Regions from separate parts of the Drosophila melanogaster genome. Here region 1 is linked to region 2. Evidence: chromatin contacts called from public Micro-C data. All regions are on one chromosome and are shown on one strand. Each heading gives the region's core, a stretch centred on a gene start, on an enhancer-like site or on the middle of the called end of the contact. The rest is flanking DNA. Distances are from core to core; before and after follow the strand shown.

Evidence for each region. A called contact is a pair of places that touch in the nucleus more often than the background predicts.
Region 1: a contact with region 2 is called in a Micro-C map of pre-blastoderm embryo, with 2.0 times the contacts expected there. The contact joins the promoter of fs(1)h here to the promoter of CG43736 in region 2.

Annotation. Positions count from the first base shown.
Region 1 is chrX:8,054,784-8,057,483 of dm6, reverse strand. It overlaps fs(1)h (female sterile (1) homeotic), which reads left to right and starts at 1,347. Exons shown (of 11, transcript NM_001272392.2): 1 at 1,347-1,517; 2 at 1,591-2,700. The coding sequence starts at 2,057.
Region 2 is chrX:6,866,966-6,869,665 of dm6, reverse strand. CG43736 reads right to left here and starts at 1,439. Exons shown (of 5, transcript NM_001298043.1): 1 at 886-1,439; 2 at 1-405. The coding sequence starts at 276. CG14434 reads left to right here and starts at 2,472. Exons shown (of 3, transcript NM_001298040.1): 1 at 2,472-2,700.

The DNA of each region.
Region 1 (2,700 bases), core at 98-2,597, 1.2 Mb before region 2:
TTGGCTAATAAACAAATCGGCGCTAAAAAGCAATGGCAAGTGTTTGTGCTTGGCCTACATATACGAATTTATTATAAACATTAAGAAAACCGTAATGAAAACCAGGGACTTTCCAATTAACTGTACAATGGATTTTAAAGTGCGACTTGAATGCAATTTGTCCACTGTCATTTAGGAATATCGGCAAAAGGCAAATTATTCCACTGTATGCGTGTGTGTGTGTGTGTTCGTTCTTCCTCTTTCTCGCTCACACTTAGTTGCTTAGTTGAGGGTGTTAAATAAAATGTGAGAAACGTAGAAAAGTTGGAATTACGTGCATTTTATTGCCTTTTTGTCATGCCGTTTTCACTAGCGCTGCAACAACAACAAACAAAACGAATGAATCATGCCGAATGACAAGAATTCAACTTTAAAAAGGCGGCGTGGTGAATTTCTCTTCATGCAAACACAACACACGCCATATTCGTTCTATGTGTAGTGAGATTTTTATTGCGTGTGTGAAATGAAATAAATCATTCGTTTGTGCGTCTGCATTAATGTATATTTATTGTGTTTATTGAAGGCTTTTTTTTTAAGGTTTACTAAACGTATTTTGCAGCGTTTAGCGTGCGCCATTTGCCTGCTTTGCTTGTTCTGTTTCCTCAAGTGCAAGCGAGACAGCTCTATTGTGCGGTCTGCGTATGCGTGTATGTGTGAGCCGGGCGCTCTCTCGAATTTCGAACTAGAAAATGAGAGCGCCGCTCCTGGCTCATCTTTTTATTTTTTTTTTGGTGTTGCTCTCTGTGAGTGCCAAAACGGCGGCGGCAAAGTAACTACTCACGACCAAAACGGTGGAAGGGAAAAACTAAATGAAACGGCAGACACCGCTAAAAAAGTAAAGAAAAACGGCTAAAAATAATGTTGAAATCTAGAGTCAAACGCATAAAGTAATAAATACTAGAAATATTGCGAAGCAAGTGATTTGATTGCTGTTTAAAAGTGCTCGCAATTGATTGTTTTGCACTTGGCTTGTGTGCGCCAGTGTATGCGTTTTGTCGTTCTCCCTGTTTTCAGCTTCTTCCGTGTGTTCTGTTTTGTATTTTCCGTTTTCCTGCCGCCTCTGCATATTCTACATTCTACATTCGTTGGTGTCGCATATTGTTTATGGCAACCGCCGCACTTTTAGTGGTACATTGTGATTGTTATTTTCGTTTCTATCTGTTTGTTTGTGGGCCTCATTATTTATTTTTTGTTTATGTAACCCACAATGGAGGAGTGTTGTGAAATGCAAATCCCACGACTAGAGTTGCAAAATATCCGAATGTACCGGCTAATTTGGCTTTTTTGTATTTTACTCTCTTTTACAGATTTATAGCCGTCTGTGCTGTACTAGGATTTTTGTCAATAATAAGAAAGGATACAAAGCCACAATGACTCTAGTAGCAGTTGTACTTGTCAAGTCCTTGGCCCTCGAATCAGGTGAAGCCAGCCGATTTCAATGAGAGGAGCCTGGGCCCTGAGAATCTGGAGCAGGCGAGGTGAGTACATCCTCTAGACTCGAAATGCTCCTGACAATCCTAACTAAGTCATGTATTTTCTCAATATCCACAGTGCACAGACATTGCTGAGCATGAAGCAATCACTACGGACCACTACACAATTTTATCCCTTGAACAAGAAGAGATTCTTATCAAAAACCAGAACAGAAGCACCAGGATCAGGAGTTGAAAAAACGATAGGCGGCGGAGGATTACCAGGAGTAGGAGTCGCAAGAACAGCAGGAGAAGGCGTAATCAGTCGCAGGAGGAGGAGGTGGTCACCGGCCACATAAGACCAGTTCCCCCCCCTAAACCCACTTTCACCCCCCCTACATACCCTCTAACGAAGGAATCGCAAGGAGGATCAAATCAGTGGAAAAGGAGGAGAGACGGAGGCGGCCCGTGTGTGTGTGTGTGTGTGTGTAGGTGGAGTGTGTGTGTTGGCCGTCTCAGTCGGATAACCATCAACCCGGATCCTTAATCCCAAGACACAAATCTCAAACTGAAGCACCAGAACCACCACAAGAACCACCACCACCATGTCGTCCAGTGAGCCACCGCCTCGTTACGAGCCACCCGTGGAGCCAGTCAATGGCATTGTACAGCCACCGGTGATTCCACCAGCGGAGCGGCCCGGCCGCAATACGAACCAATTGCAATATCTGATCAAGACGGTGATGAAGGTGATATGGAAGCACCACTTCTCGTGGCCCTTTCAACAGCCCGTCGATGCCAAGAAGCTCAACCTGCCCGACTACCACAAGATCATCAAACAACCCATGGACATGGGTACGATCAAGAAGCGGCTGGAGAACAACTACTATTGGTCCGCCAAGGAGACCATACAGGACTTCAATACGATGTTCAACAATTGCTATGTCTACAACAAGCCCGGCGAGGATGTAGTGGTTATGGCCCAGACGCTCGAGAAGGTCTTCCTGCAGAAGATCGAATCGATGCCTAAGGAGGAGCTTGAACTGGAGCCGGTCACGGCCAAGGGTGGCAAAAAGAAGCAACGGGCGCCGGCTACGCCCAAGTCATCGTCGGGTGGCGCTGGAGCATCCACCGGTTCTGGTACATCCTCGGCAGCAGTTACCAGCGGACCAGGTAGTGGCTCCACCAAGGTGTCAGTCGCTGCCTCATCCGCACAACAGTCCGGCCTGCAAGGAGCGACGGGAGCAGG
Region 2 (2,700 bases), core at 190-2,689:
ATTTGTGATCGGCGGCTGCATGTTGCCACCGGCCGAGGATGCCGCAATGGCGCCCCCATTCGAGTGCTGCATGGCCGCTTGACGGGATGCCTGCTGGGCGGCCTGTTGCTTCTGCTGCTCCTTCATTTTGGCAGCTAGTTCGCGGATCTCGGCGTCATCGGGACGCTCCTGCTTGACGGGCGGTCCCAGGGGACCGCCCAAACTGTTGCCGTGGAGCGGTAGGCTCTGGCCATTGGCATCGATGACGCTAGTGATCTGCACATCCTCGCTGGCCATCGCTCCTCCGCACACTCTCGCTCTTTTGCTCTAGAATGCTGTCTTGCTCGCGCTCTATGTAATCTTGCGTTATCGTACTTTTCCAGACTTTTCGATATCCACACTTTTGGTTTGGTTTTATATTAGGAGCTGTATTGAAAAATTTACTTGTTAGGATGACAGTTCGATTGGTACTGCCAGCATTTCAATTTGATATGTTATTTGTGTATGTATTTATATATATGCTCATATATGTCAATATATATTTAACAAAGACTGCATTATGTCTTACTGATTTTTTTAATTATTCACACATCAAAATGAAATTCTTTTGGCAAGTGTATTTGTTATTTAAACAGAACTATAAAAGAAATAAACAGCCGGCTTGTTCGATCCTTCTCTTTCTGGCACACAAACGGTCACACTGACCGGCTGTCTCACACACACACACACACACACACACACGTGATAATTTTTTTAGATGTTTTCCTTTGCAAGTGTGCGTGTGTTAATGCGCGCACTTATTTTTGTTGTTTTTCGAGCTCATTTCAACATTTTGCACACAATGCTATTGCTGTTGTTGTTTTTGGCATATAAATTATACATTATGTATGCATGTGGTACACTTACACAAACAAACGCTAACTGCATTTTGGCAGTGTGGCAAAAAAAAAAACAAAACTATTTAATGCATTTGTTGTTATATTTAGTTGCTGCTTTCTCTCTCCTCGTTTGCTTTTGGTTTATTAAATTCCTTTTTGTTGTTTTTGCGACGACGCTCGTGGTGAAAAAAAAAAACAATTTGTTTGGTTCTCTTTTCTTTTGATATTCGCACTTTTTCGCTAGTTTGCTTTAGCGCTTGTTCCGCATTCGACGCCGACGCACGTCCGCCCGTCTTCGCAATACACAAACGAGTGTGATCGTTGTTACGAAAATTATTTCAACGAAGTCAACTGAAAAATGTGTACGGCACACACACAAACCTACAGCCGTGCGCTCACCCACACTGGCGCAGCGCGCCGGCAGCGACGCCTACTGCGGCAGCGGATGCAGAGCGCAAAAGAAAAACGGAAAACACGAAAGAGAAAAAAACAAACACCCGTAGCGCAGTCGGCGTCGCTGCAACGCTGCCACGAACATTTTGCCGAATTGTTGTTGCTGCTGTCCGTCTCCCTTTTGCGCCCCCACCCCCCTTCTTATGCATTTTCCTACTCTGCCATCGCTCTCTCTCACCCTATTCGGCTAGCCCCCTCCTCGACGAACGCCTGCTCTCTCTCTCTCCTTCCGCTCATCGACTAGCTCTAAGCTGCGACGCCGACGTCAACGTAGCTGCAGAGTTACAACCCACAGTGGTTAAGACATAAGCAACTTATGGAAATTAATTAAGGGATCTTAGCCAATTCAGTATGAAAGTAAAATTTTATAAAATAATACGAATTTATGGGATTACAAGTTTACCATTTGTTGAATATTTAACCTCACAATTAAGTTCTTTAAATACTCTACACATATGTATCTCGAATTTGAACTTTTTATTGTTAAACTTTCTCTCAAATTCGCATTATTTTTTAGTAACACCATCTGGGAATCAAGCAGATCAAAAAAGGCAAGCTTCTTTGTGGCTTACTCATATAAATGGTGTAAAAAATAATGCAAACTAGCTAAATTTACTTTAAAATTAGTGTTTCCTTGTTACATGTTTACTCTTTACATACAGTTGTACAAATTTATTTGTATATATTATTTCTCTATAAGAATATAATAATGCCATTTTCCCCTGGCATTTGAACCACGGTACAAGGAAAGCTTAAGCTATGCTATATACAAGACCCACACACACTGACACATGTTCACAGAGAGCTGGCTGGGTCACAGTATTGGTATTGGTTTTGGTATTGGTGGTGTGATGATGATGTTGTTGCTTTTGTGCGGGAGTGGGTGGGTGGGTGCTCTTTGTGGGCGAAGGCGTGGCGGGGCGGCTCTATTTTTGGCAAGCACCAAAAGCAAAAGCAAAGGCCCCTGCTTAGCATTCGATGGCCACCTCTCCTCGCTCTAGCCCTCTCCCTTTCCCACATGCCATCACTCTCCCCGTCCCTTTCGCACCGTCGAATGCAAGAAGTTTTCGGTATTCGCGCGCTCTGCGGCTTTCAAGACAGGCCCCGTTCCAGAAGGCAGAGAAAACCGGGAACGACCGAGCACGAACACGAACAAACGAATACACGAGTTCACGAACGGGCGCAGCTCCAAAAGGTCGCCCCGACTCTAAACATTTACCAAAAAAAAAAATTTAATTAGCCAGGTCCAAGAGTCCAAGTCAAATTCCATTGTGCCGCCATCATACGGGGCTAAAAAGTTAACTGCCAGTTAATAACGAGTCCCGCGAAGTACAGTCAGATCAAAACAGGTGTTATTTGGTCCCGAAAACTAAACGTACAGTTGCGCCAA